3 separate regions of the Rattus norvegicus genome follow, and all the other regions are linked to region 1. Evidence: chromatin contacts called from public Hi-C data. All regions are on one chromosome and are shown on one strand. Each heading gives the region's core, a stretch centred on a gene start, on an enhancer-like site or on the middle of the called end of the contact. The rest is flanking DNA. Distances are from core to core; before and after follow the strand shown. Region 1 holds the start of Stk11 (serine/threonine kinase 11). Region 2 holds the start of Tmem259 (transmembrane protein 259). Region 3 holds the start of Wdr18 (WD repeat domain 18).

What was found. Hi-C and Micro-C count contacts between places; a contact is called where the count stands out from the background.
Region 2: a contact with region 1 is called in a Hi-C map of liver, with 4 times the contacts expected there. The contact joins the promoter of Tmem259 here to the promoter of Stk11 in region 1. A contact is called at or near these places in 9 of 12 Hi-C or Micro-C datasets (the A7r5 cell line, frontal cortex, hepatocytes and 5 more) and 1 of 1 datasets of contacts at active chromatin or transcription factors (oligodendrocytes).
Region 3: a Hi-C map of liver shows a contact between it and region 1, with 4 times the contacts expected there. The contact joins the promoter of Wdr18 here to the promoter of Stk11 in region 1.

What each region holds. Positions count from the first base shown.
Region 1 is chr7:10,239,740-10,244,135 of GRCr8, reverse strand. Stk11 (serine/threonine kinase 11) reads left to right here and starts at 2,171. Exons shown (of 10, transcript NM_001108069.2): 1 at 2,171-3,282. The coding sequence starts at 2,993. LOC134479811 (a long non-coding RNA gene) reads right to left here and starts at 1,983. Exons shown (of 2, transcript XR_010053561.1): 1 at 1,703-1,983; 2 at 894-1,092.
Region 2 is chr7:10,372,934-10,377,051 of GRCr8, reverse strand. It overlaps Tmem259 (transmembrane protein 259), which reads right to left and starts at 2,148. Exons shown (of 11, transcript NM_001100886.1): 1 at 1,899-2,148. The coding sequence starts at 2,120. LOC120094051 (U6 spliceosomal RNA) reads left to right here and starts at 3,573; the gene lies at 3,573-3,679.
Region 3 is chr7:10,397,176-10,401,870 of GRCr8, reverse strand. It overlaps Wdr18 (WD repeat domain 18), which reads left to right and starts at 3,196. Exons shown (of 10, transcript NM_001039027.1): 1 at 3,196-3,410; 2 at 4,041-4,151. The coding sequence starts at 3,201.

The DNA of each region.
Region 1 (4,396 bases), core at 922-3,421:
ATGGTTGTGAGCCACCATGTGGTTGTCGGGATTCGAACTCAGGGCCTCTGGAAGAGCAGTCGATGCTCTTAACCGCTGAGCCATCTCTCCAGCGCTTTGTTAGTTTCTTAAGTTCAATTTTCATGTGTATGAGTGTTTTGACTGCATGTGTGTATGGCACCATGTGTCTTCTGAGGCCAGAGGAGGGTACTGAATCCAACAGAAGTGCATATGAGCCACCATGTGGCTTCTCTGAAAGAGCACCAGTGCTCCTCACCTCTGACCCTGCTCTGCTTTTTTTTCTGTTTGTCTAGCCTGTGTTTTCCCTCAACTTGTCTTCAGATCTGTTTCTCTGATCTTTTTTTCCTTAATTTATGTGCTAGCATGAGTCAGTTCTCCTTCCTCCATGTAAGTCCTGGGGTTTGAATGGAGGTCGGTTGAGCTTGACCACCAAGGCCTTTTGCCCACCCCTAGTGGCGTCTCTGTCCCTTATGTCTCCTTACTCCAGGACTGGCCTTCTGGCAGTCCACCCCGCCCCCTGGTGGCCTCAGAGGGAACCGTAGATTCACGGATCTATGGACCTTGTAACCCGCGTTTGAATAGTGTGTGGAGGGGAGTCGCGCAGGGTGAGCACTAGCCGTTCAATCATATCACAACCCTCATTTTCATACATGCAGTTAAAAAAGGACACGCCTATAAAAGTAAACAAGTTAAATTTTTATAGGAAAGTGACCAAAACCCAAACCACCCCAAAATACTGCAACACAGTTGAGATGAGGCCAGCGGCCACATCAATCTTACCCAGACATTTTTTTTTTCTTTTTTCTTTTTTTCGGAGCTGGGGACCGAACCCAGGGCCTTGCGCTTCCTAGGCAAGCGCTCTACCGCTGAGCTAAATCCCCAACCCAGACACCTTTTATTTTTTTTAAAAGATTTATTTATTTATCATATACAAGTACACTGTAGCTGTCTTCAGACATACCAGAAGAGGGTATCAGATCTCTTTACAGATGGTTGTGAGCCACCACGTGGTTGCTGGGAATTGAACTCAGGACCTCTGGAAGAGCAGTCCATGCTCTTAACCTCTGAGCCATCTCTCCAGCCCCCAGACACCTTTAAAAAAAAAGATTTTCTTATTTATTTTATGTATGTGAGTACACTGTCACTGTCTTCAGACACACCAGAAGAGGGCATCAGATCTCATTACAGATGAGATGCGAGCCACTATGTGGTTTCCGGGAATTGAACTCAGGACCCTTAGGAAAGCAGTCAGTGTTCTTAACCACTGAGCCACCTCTTCAGCCTACCCAGCCACTTTTTTTGACAACTGTTATTTAAAACTCTGTGTGTTGTGTGTGTACGCGCGCGCCTGCCACGGAGCGTTTAGGATCAGAGACAAACTGTGAGAGGCATTTCTTGCTGTCCACCTTGTGAATTTACGGGGTTCGAACTCATGCGGTCAGACTTGACGTCAATCGTACGCAGCCGCTGAGCCATCTCACCAGCCCAGCGGCTCTTATTTTGCACACGAAACGCTCCTCTCTATGGCACCAGCTTGGGTCTATCCCCACACTGATCTCAGTGGCTCCAGGTTCCGAAGTGTCAAATTTGGGCTACTATTTGACCTTTGACTCCGCCCCCAAGGCCGTTAAGAACAAGCAGTGGCTAGATCACTTTAGGTATCCAGGAGTCCCTTTCTTCCCCCCACCCCCACCCCCCGCACCATGCCTCCAGTCGCGGCTGTTCCCAGAGGACGTTGACGCGCGTGAACTCTAACCCGAGGCACGAAACTCCGAGGTCACCACCGGCAGCCCAGAGATTTCGCTGGCCAGTCGCACTTGCCGACGGGCGTCTAGGACAGCCACTTACAGATAAGATCCCGCCCACACACACCAACCAACTGCCGAGGGGCGGGGCTTGAAGCCACAGCCCACGGCCGCTCCCTTACAGTCACTTGCTTACTCCAACTCCCATTGACCGGCGTCTGAGACTACCAATGAGAATGTAGATCACGCCTTCACAAGTGGAACCCGAGCTGTCCAATGTCAGCTCGGGTGCCCACCCAGATCCAAATAGTCCAATCCGCGTTGGTGATTGCGGCGGGTTCGAGGGGTGGGGTTTAAAGCTACAGCCAACTGCCGCGCACGTCGGCTCCGCGAGGGGGCGTGTCCACCGTTGAGACGTGCGACGACGGCGCGGCGCAGGGCGGTAAACAAGATGGCGGCGGCGTGTCGGTCTAGGAAAGGGGAGGCGGCTCACAGCGCCCGCGAGTGAGGCGCGAGCCTCCGAGGGCGGTGTCGGCGTGGAGTTTTCTCTCGCGGACAGCATCTTTCTGCCTGAAGTTCGACTCCCCCCTCGCCGCTCCGGCCTCCTGCCTGTCACGCGGCGGCTAGGCGGCGAGGGGGACGCGCCGCCCCGGGTGGTTTTCTCCCCCCATTGGTCCCCCGAAGATTTCCTGTCCCGACTTCGTGCCCGCGACTTGTGGGTGTCCCGCGTCCGGGTGGAGTTTGCGCACCGAGAAGTCGTGGAACTAAGGGAACTAAGGGGCCGCGCGCGGCGTCGGCGCGGGCCGGACATGGACGGAGCGGACCGTCCTCGACGCGGCCGCCTGGGCCCCTGAGCGCGGGGCCCAAGTGGCGACCATGACCTAGCGGCCCGCGCGCCGCGACGGCGGACCGTCGCCTCCGTCGGAAGCAGCGTCCCCGGGGACCCGAATTAGGGGGACGCGAGGGTTGGGGGGGCTCATTGCTTTTTTTTTTTTTATTCTTATTTTCATTTTTTTTCTCCCTGAGCACCTAGAAGAAAAGGGGAAAATCAAAAGTGAAGAATTGGCGCCCAGGAAACGGACGTGGACCCGGTTGTGGGGACCGGGAGGGTTGTGGAGGTCGTTCCTTCCCCCCCCCCCATTCCTTTTTTTCCCCTTCTTGAACATTTGGAAGAAGCGGGTGGGGGAAATTTGAACTTGAAAAGAATTGGCGCTCCCGAAGGGGACGAGGACAAAGAGTGGGCCAGGATGGACGTGGCTGACCCCCAGCCGTTGGGCCTGTTCCCCGAGGGCGAGCTAATGTCGGTGGGCATGGACACCTTCATCCACCGCATCGACTCCACCGAGGTGATCTACCAGCCGCGCCGCAAGCGCGCCAAGCTCATCGGCAAGTACCTGATGGGGGACCTGCTCGGGGAGGGCTCGTACGGCAAGGTGAAGGAGGTGCTGGACTCCGAGACCTTATGCCGCAGGGCGGTCAAGATCCTCAAGAAGAAAAAGCTGCGCAGGATCCCCAATGGCGAGGCCAACGTCAAGAAGTAGGTGCCAAGGGCCTGGGGCCGACGTGGGTGCTGCTGCCTTGAACTCCTTGGGCAGCCCTTCCTCCACTTTTTGGCTCTTCACTTTCCTCTAACCTTCGTTCCCTTCTCTTTTCCTCCCCTTTCCTTTCACTATCTTATCTACCCAATCTCTCCCTGAGCGTCACCTCGGGGGTCTGTGTGCTGGGGCAGCCGGTAGGACTGTCCTAGCGGGAGGTCGTGTGGCCGACTGTGCCTCCAGCCCTCCTCTTTGGGCCAGGTCCTGGCTCAAGTCAGGCCTGCCTTCTTTGGCGGGCGTTGCCAGGCGGGTGGCTCGTTTGTTTACACAGAGGGAACCGGCAGGGCCAAAAATAATGGTGATTTGGGGTGAAAGGGGGTGGGTAGCCAGCCAGTGCTGGCCCGGGCCCCTGCAATATCCTGCCTAGTTGGCATTGCTGGGCCGTGGGGACTCTTTATCGCCTGCCCGGCTTGGCGGAACTTGGGAAACTTCACCTACCGGCTTCCGAGAAGGGGCCTTATCTTTGGGGCCTGCATTGGCGACGCGCTGTCAAACTGACCTTGCCTGTGGTCCTGTCCCAGGAAAGGCTGTCTGGCAGCTTCTTGCTTTTGCCAGCTGTGCACTGTTCTGAGTGGTACCCACAGGAAGGCAGGCAGATACTCAGGAACCGATGTGTGGACCCAGCGGTGGAGCCAGGCGGGTGGGGGGTGTCCTCAGGATCTGCTTTGCCTTTTTTTTTTTTTTAAATATTTATTTATTTATTTATTTCATGTATGTGTGTACACTGTAGCTGTCTTCAGACACACCAGAGAAGGGCATCAGATCCCATTACAGGTGGTTGTGAGTCACCATGTGGTTGCTGGGATTTGAACTCGGGACCTCTGGAAGAGCAGTCAGTGCTCCTAACCGCTGAGCCATCTCTCCAGCCCGACTTTTTTTTTTTTTTTTTTTTTCCGGAGCTGGGGACGGAACCCAGGGCCTTGTGCTCGCTAGGCAAGCGCTCTACCGCTGAGCTAGATCCCCAGCCCCCCTGCTTTGCCTTCTTTGTAGGAGTGGTCCTAGGTTAGTCTTGCACTGGGGAACCGTGGGGACCCAGCGTCAGGTGTGCCTTCAGTG
Region 2 (4,118 bases), core at 899-3,398, 130 kb before region 1:
CTGGCATCCCACTCAGGCCCTTGGGCACTCCGCCCCCATCTGCCCCTTGGTGCCAAATACACAGGCACTGAACCTGGTCACATCAGCCTGGTGGGGACTGCATGCCATCACCTCCTGCAGACCCTCAATGCCACCATCTAGGGTTCTCAGGGTACCTCCTACCCTGTAAGCAGGGAGTGTCTCATTGTCACCCCAGTCTGGCATCTGGAGCTGTCAGTCCATCTGACCAATAGGAAACCTGCACTGGGTATAGACTACCAGGCTCAGCCACGATCTCCAGATCTTAACCCACCCAAGGGTTCCACTTAGCACCTTCTGGGGCTCAGATCCACTTAGAGCTGGTGTCATTCACCTCCTTGCCCTTTGACGCTGGCCCACATCCTAAGGTCTAAGGCACCATGCTGTGCCACAGTCTATCCCATGTGTGTCCCACGGTCGCCCACTTGTCAGCTGCTTAGCCCAGGTGCTTGGGGCCACATTCTGTGTCTGCCCAGTTTCAGTCTTTGAGACTGTGAAGCCAGCAGAGAGGACACCAAGTCCAAAAGCTCTTCCCTGGGCCTGTCAGAGCTGACACCCAGGCTGGGGTGGGGACAGGGTACAGGGCGGTACAGGCCTAGCAGCCTTGGCTGCCAGGCACGTCCCCTCTATGAAGGTTGGGCGGAAGCTGGGTAGGCAGGAAACACAGCAAAAGGGCTCCCTGAAACCTCGGCAGCCCCAGAAACCAGCTGCTGTATGGCTTGTCTGTCCCGATTAAGAAAAAAGTGTGGGGTCGGGGCTGAGGATTTAGCTCAGTGGTAGAGCGCTTACCTAGGAAGCGCAAGGCCCTGGGTTCGGTCCCCAGCTCCGAAAAAAAGAACCAAAAAAAAAAAAAAAGAAAAAGTGGGGGGTCAACTGTCATCCAACAGACCCTGTCTCTGACAAGGTATCGGGTACCCCAAGCTGAGGGCCACCACTGGGGACTCAGGGTGTGGAAGGCAGGGAGAAAGAAGGGGCAGTGGCAGACTGCAGACTGTGGACTGGAGCCTGAGGGGCTCAACCCCACATCTGTTTCAATCTCATGCTGGAAGTACTTCCATGAATCCCCCAAACTGACAGCTTTGAAACAGTGCTAGGAGCCAGTCCCACATTCACCAAAGCCACCGGAGAAGGCAATGCCCTCCAACATCAGCACACCCACCACCATGCCATGCCCCCAACACCAGATGGCCCAGGCAGCTCCTCTCAGAGAGAAGCCTAGGGACAGAGCCTGGTGGCTATCCCTCTGGAGTAGCCTTTGTTATATTGAGAACTCAGTATCTCTCAGGAGCACACCAGGAAGACACAGCAGAGCAAGTACTGGCTACAGAGGTCCCTGGCCAATGTGGCTGTGACTTTGTGGCTAACCCTAGCGAGGTGACCCCACCAAAGCCACAAAAGATCTGGCAAGAAGTGACAGAGAAGAGCAGGGACACTGGGAGGGCTGGGGACTATCCCCAGGTGAGCTTCAGGGTGTGTTAGGATGGAAATGACAGGCGGGACAGGGCCTCCAGCACAGGGGGTTGTCCACAGTGGAACTTCAGGATGGGATGGAACTGACCACACTGTTCTCAGTGGAGGTGCAGGACAGAATGGGAGTGACAGGTGGGAGGGGGGGACCTCGAGTCCAAGATACTACCTCAAGAAGACACTGGGCTCTGGTCTTGGGTGGAAAAATTTGGGGCCTAGGTTCCCAAGTGGCAGAGTCAGAGGCCAAAGGGCAAGAGGCGGGGCCTGAGAGCTGAGGAAGTGGGGATCAGAGGATGCATCTGTGAGAAGATTGGCATCAGGGTATTCAGGCCAAGTCAGGGGCCAAGTGGTAAAGCTGAGGGGGTGGGCAGGTGGATGACAGCTGGGGTCAGAGGTCAGGGGTCAGAGGTCACCTTGAGCAGAACGAAGAACTCAAAGAGGCGGCGGAAAGCAGGTGGGAAGAGGCGTGAGTAGGTGACGGCCATCTTGAAGAAGAGCGCGTGGAAGAGCCGGTCGCGCACGTTGATGAGCGGGTTGGGGTTGAGATTGGGGCCGCGCGGGCCGCGCACGGGCGCCGCGCCGCCACCCCCGCCGCCGTTGGGCCCGGGCCCTGGGGCTGCCGCGTGCTCCGACATCACCGCCCCGCGTCACCCCGGCGGCCGCCGGCTGCCCCCCCGCCGTGTCCCGGCCGCCGGATCCCCCCCGCCGCCCCCGGCCGCCGCCGCCTGCGCCTGTGCTCGCGTCCGTCCGGCCCGCGACGCCGGCGAGAGCGCCGGGCCAGAGCGCCACCCGTGCGCGGGGCACGCTGGGATCGCCACGGCCGCCCGAGGAGGCCGGGCTTCAGAGCCGGAAGGCTGGCACCACAAGTGGGCGGAGCCTGGTTACTGCTCTCAAACTTCAAACCCGTCGCCCCAGTGCTAAAAGGCCGGAGTAACACGGAGTTCAGTTTATTTTCCTAGTCCTCCTTAAAGCTTTGGTCGGTCTCATTTGCTTTGGGCTTGCAATTTGCGGAGGCTACACGGAGCGGAATAGAGAGGAGCCCGGTTCATTTGCAAAAATTCACTCCCACACACTGTGGCATGGTCTATGGCAGAGTCGTGTGTCACGACTCATTTGCACTGAGCTAAAATAAAAAAAAATCTTTTATATATGTGAGTACACTGTAGCTGCGTTCAGACCAGAAGAGGGCATCAGATCCCATTACAGATGGTTGTGAGCCACCATAATGGATGCTGGAAAATGAACTCAAGACCTCTGGAAGGGCAGTCAGTGCTCTTAGCCATCTCTTCAGACCAAAGCTGTATCTTAAGCATTGAGCTTAGGGGCTGGAGAGATGGCTCAGCCGTTAAAGGTTAGGCTCACAACCAAATATATAAGCATTGAGCTTAGGCACTGAGGCAGTGTCGCGTACAATCCGTTTCGTTTGTGTAGGGAACCAGGTTCGCGGCGGTCGAGCTATGGGGCGTGGTCTCAGAAACAAGCTTAAGCATTTGCAACTAGTGGGCGGGGCGACGTTGCTAGTCTTATCTACACCGGGTTTTCTATTAGCGGAGGATCAGAGGGGGCGGAGACGCATGTAGCAAGGCCTATTTACTATTTACATAGGGCTTCACTACGGCCACAGCCTCACTTAGGGGCGGAGTCCGGTGGGGAGTCATTAGCATAGCCCGTTGAGGAATCATTACCAGCCTTGCCCTGGGAGGCAGAGCTTTCTAGCACTGTTCATTAGGGGCGAAGCTCCATGGGGATAGTTTACCAGCATTCAGTTTGCCCATCGCACCAAGAGCACGGATTCCCCGCCGATCGGGCTGGGCTACCACTGAGGGGCGGAGCCGCGTAGTATCTGTCTAATTTGCATATGGCTTCCCAGAAGGCCTTGCTGGTGCAGCTTCTCCCAGATGGCTACATTAATTAATTTGTAAGCTTTTACGCGCATAGATAATTATGTTCAGCGTCGTTACGAAGGGTGGCCCTTCCTTTTGACGTATAAAGACATCACTTTATATACACAAAAAAGCACAACTACTCTATGTGAAAAGTAATTATATTCCCTGCGCTTAAATATCTGAGGCGACCCACAGACGTTCGTGCTCGCTTCGGCAGCACATATACTAAAATTGGAACGATACAGAGAAGATTAGCATGGCCCCTGCGCAAGGATGACACGCAAATTCGTGAAGCGTTCCATATTTTGTCTCATCTCAATGTCACGCAATCGACCTTTGAAGTCTTCGTTCCTCCTTTAACTGCCACGTGCCAGCAGTCTTGCTGGACAAATGAATTTATTGAGCGGCTACTGCTCCCGCCAAAGAAGCTGTCAGTTTTTAGGATGCAGCAGAGAGGCCTCAGTAGCACTGAGTCCTACCGTTATGCTTACTATATACATACCTCCAGCGTGAGGGAAGGACTAAGCGACTGCTTGATGGACCAAGATGACTGTCTCTGCATCCGGGCTGGGCAGCCAGGAAAAGGGAGGGGCGCTTCACCCGCTGAGCGAAGGGAACCCCTCCCTTCTAGCTTTCAGATACCCAAGAGATACCATCTTTCGTTGCCCAGAACACCTTGCATACAGTAGGCACCTAATAAATATACCAGTCTTGAAACTATTATGGAATACACTCGTCACTTGTTAG
Region 3 (4,695 bases), core at 1,947-4,446, 160 kb before region 1:
CCTGCTGCTTTCTCTTCTTGGCCAAAGAGCATCAGAGAGGGAACTGAGTGGCCCTGAGGCTGCACAGCTCTGTGAGATGCCTCAGAGCCCCGGCAGCACATCCCGCCCAGTGCTCCGCAAAACTATTCTGACCCACAGAACAAAATTCCAGGCAAGTCAGTTGGACCTCCCTCCTCCCCGGGGTGGGATCCACTGTCATCCTTTCTCCTCTAGGCGTCCCCAAGATGGCGGCTATCCATGAATCCCACAGGGAAGAAAGCAGACTCCGAGTTGGGTAGGCACTGCCTGAATGGAGACACTGGGGCTTCTACTATATGGGGGATAAGTATGTTTGTGCCTCAGTTTCCCCTGACGTGGCTCCCTCAATCATTTGTTCGCTCTGCTTTCTCATAAGTCCGGCAACTGGGTGGTCTCAAACGCCCAAGCGTGGCTTTTGTTCTTTCCAGCTGACACAACTGGACTGTCTTCATTCCAGGAGCCGGGCTGGGGGCGGGCTGACCTCTAACCTCAGAGTCTGCCTGGCCACCCACCCCCAGGGAAGGAACGTGGCCAAGCCTCGAGGGCTGACCGGCTGCAGAAGAGCCTGTCTCAGCTGCTGGCCACCGGGCCCTGCCCAGCACCCCAGAATGGAGTCTGAGAGAGTTTACAGGTCACATAGGGATGTACCTGGGGCCAAAGCACAACAAACCAGCAGCCAGAGTTGGCAGTGGGCGGGGCGGGGGCGGGGCAAGGAACCACAGGTCTGGATTCCTACAAGGATTCACCAGCCATTCAGATTTGACAAGTGGAACTTGGCACCCAAGCTCAAACTCCCAAGTTGGCCTTTGGCTGAGGACCCAACCTGATCTTCCAAGGCCATCCATCCCCTATCTTTCTTTTTCTGATTTCTTTATTTAAATTCTGACATGGGGTTTCATGTATCCAGGCTAGCTTCAAGTGCACCAAGTAGCCCAGGATGACGCCAGACTCCTGATCCCAACCATGTTTCGCAACCATGCCTGTTTTCTGCAGTGCTGAAGATGAACCCATCAGGGCTTTCATGCTGCTAAGCCAACGTTCTACCCACTGCTCTACCCCCCATTTCTCTTTTTGTGATTAAATTAAATATGTATCTGTTTGTGTCGGGGTGCATTCACTTGCATGCAGGTCCCTCTGAGTGCCAAAGGTGTTGGGTCCCTGGAGCTGGAGTTACAGGTGATTGTGAACCATCCTGGAGTGGGTGCTGGGAACTGAACCCCCAGTACCCTGCAAGAACAGCAAGTGTTCTTACCCACTGAGCCTGCTCCCTGCTCGACAACCTCCCATTCCTCTCCTCATTCACACTTTAGCATTAAGGGTAGCTGCATCCCAGCTCTCAGGAAGTTGAGGCAGGAGTACCTGGTGGGCAACCTGAGCTTAAGTGTTGGGGGATGAATTGCTTCTCTCACATAATGAAGTGACACACAGGCTGTCACCACCAACGCTTTCAAATGCAGCTCCATATCCTCCATTCTGCCCCAGGACCTTTCGCTCTAACCCTGGACAGCACCTTGCTTCTGAGTTTCTTGCTTGTCAAAGTGGTTGCCTTCTCTTGAGAATCGCCTCCTAAGTCCTCCCCCTATCCCCGCAGCTCGCGCCTGCCATCTTGTGGCCACATTCGGTGGCACGCCTCACTCCAACTCATTTCCTCTCTTTCTGGCCTGGGGTCGCCGGGTCGCGGAGTCCAAATGTTTGCACCGGGCATGCATCCTTGCTCCCTCCACAGGCCCAACAGCTGCTGTTAGACCCAGCTCACAACCTCGCCCTGCTGTCCAGCCCTGTCGCACTGCCGCTGGCGCAGCGCTCTGGAGGCCACATTCCTGGCTGCAAGATTCCACACTTGCATGCAATCTCCGTTACTAACAACACATAGAAGGAGGGAGGGGGCACTTGGTTTTAGGCCTGACCTATGACAGCAGCTGTGACCTGAGGCTAAAGGTTGCTTGGCTAGAGATTGACTTGTTGGGTCTACAATGAGTGAACCAAATACAAATTTGAAATTTATGACTCAGAAGAGGAAAGGCCAAAGAGGAGGCGAATCAATAAAGGACGTGGGTCGATTGGTAAGAGTTAATCACCAATATGCCTCGGCCAAACATACATAGCGGCATGCTACACGCAGTAAGTAACGAACTTCATTTGATCTAAATAAAGTATAAAGGTCAGTGGTTTATATTTTTGCTATGAAACAAAGTTTAAGAAGTAAATTGGTCAGCTGGGTGGTGGTGGCCCAGACATTTAATCCCAGTACTCAGGAGGCAGATATAGGTGGATCTCTGAGTTCGAGACCAGCTTGGTCTACAGAGTGACTACCAGGACAACCGTGGCTACACAAAGAAACCCTGTCTCAAAAAACAAAAATATAACAAAAAAGAAAAGAAAAAGCCGGCTATGGTGACATAGATGTGTCATCTCGGCACGCAAGAAGCTGAGGCAGGAGGATTGATTGCCACGAGTTCGAGGGCCAGAGTGGCTCAAGTACAAAACAAAACACTTTAAAACTTTAGATCATTTGAGTCAAAACACCTAGCGCGTATTCAGTGAAAGCTCGCTGGCGGTGGAGGCTCAAGGCTTTAATCCCAACGCAAGAGAGACACTGTGTCGAGGAAAAAAAAAGAAAGAAAGAAAAAAGAAAAGAAAAAAAGACAAACCCTGCAAACAGATAGCAAGCGTATTTTCCTCTAAACAGAGCTAATATGCGCTGAGCCGCCAGGACCCCCAGGCTTCTACGCATGTGCAGGAATCCAGTTTTCCCCCCCCCTTTCCTCCGCCCCGCCCCGCCCCGCTCAGTCCTCCAAGAAGCTTGCGGGTGTTCTAAGCTGCGTGGCGCGTCTACCACTGCGCTGTTCGCGCATTGGCATGTACACTTGTCGTGCGGCTCCGCCCTCTCAACGCTGCTCTACCAGAGACCCTGAAACCCCGCGGCTAGCTCCACCCAAGAGCAGCGAACTTTGTACGCATGCGTATGTGAGCCACCTAAAGTGCATAAATGTCTCTCTAGGCCTCCTGGAGCCCGTAAGCACCAGACAATTAACTCCGCCTCCTCGGCTTGGTGAAACTACTGCGCATGCGTCGGCCTTCCAGCTCCCCCCGCTAGGAAGTACTAAGGCTAGTCGGCCAGGAGCCATCTTGACAGTCTCGCTAAGAATGATGGGATTCGGGGGCGGGGCTGGCAGGGCAAGATGGCGGCGCCCATGGAAGTGGTGGTGTGTACAGACTCCGCGGCACCGCTATGGAGCTGTATGGTGTGGGAGCTTCATTCGGGCGCCAACCTGCTCACCTATCGAGGCGGCCAAGCGGGGCCGCGAGGCCTGGCGCTACTCAATGGCGAGTACCTGCTGGCGGCACAGCAGGGCAAGAACTACATCTGCGCTTGGGAGCTGCAGCGCAAGGTGCGGGGCCTCAGCGTCCGCGGAGCAGCCGAGAGTACTCCGGCGCGCCAAGATTAGAGTTCCGGCGATCCTGGGGTGGTGTGTGATTCGGAAGTACTCGGAGGCCGAGGGTTTTTCCCCCCAGGGGCTTGGCGCTAAGGGGCCCGGGAGATTTCTTCGCGCATGCTCAGATGAAGATCTATGGCTTTTGCACACTTGCAGTGTAAGGGGCGCTAAGGGACGCAGAAGGGAAATGGGGTCCGTTAGAAGTCATGCTTTTGTATGGCATGGCAGACCAGAGATCTTGAGGAGCCACGGGAAGAGATAGAATGACGGCCCGTTCTTTTACCTTCGTAAAGAGTCGCGGATCTTAACCATCAGGACAGACTAAGGCCTGAGGTCTTTTTGGTTCTTAGTTTCTGGAACACAGAGCTTCCTTCTTGTCCAGTAGGATCCCTACTACTGAGCCCGGACCCTGCCCTCCCGGGGCTGGGGGTAGTTTCTAGGTACAGGTTTGCCGCGCCTCCAACCCTCACTTGGACAGTCTATCTACCCAACCTCTTTTCTTTTGCTCTCTGTACTTAAAACTTTTCCCTTCAGTTGCCTCCGCCCTGATACTCACATAGTTTTTCTTGTATTCTGTGTCCCTAGGACCAGCTTCAACAGAAAATCATGTGTCCTGGGCCTGTCACCTGTCTAACCACGGCACCTAACGGCTTGTATGTTCTGGCAGGAATTGCAGAGAGCATTTACCTGTGGGAGGTGAGAACAGCTTGTCACATGTATGTGTGACTTGGGATTGCTAAAGAGTAAAACTGGTCGGTGTCCTGTCAGCTGAGGTAGGCATGGAATCTTACCCATGACTTCTGAAACCAAAAATGCGACCGTGTCTGTAGGATCCTAATTGGTGACTGAGATGCAGCACAGTGCTCAGCCCACTGGTGGCCCTAGTGCTGTCGTGAGCAACTGAGAAAGAAACTTAGGAAGGGGCAGTGTTCTAACCTGTCTCCTCTTGGCAAAAACATTGACCAAAAACAGTGCAAGAGGAAGAGAACTTTTATTATGTACACTTGCAGTTTATATTGAGGGAATCAGGGCAGAAAGCAGGAAGTCAACATAGTAGTTAACATCCTCAGTAAGGAGCAAAGAGAAATGGTCCTGTGACTAACAACACTTGTTGCTCTTGCAGAGGACCTGGGTTCAATTCCCAGCAACCACATGATGGCTCACAGCCATCCATAACTTCAGTTCTAGGGGACTTCACACCTCCTTAGACCTCAGTGAGCACCAGTCATGCCCCTTATAC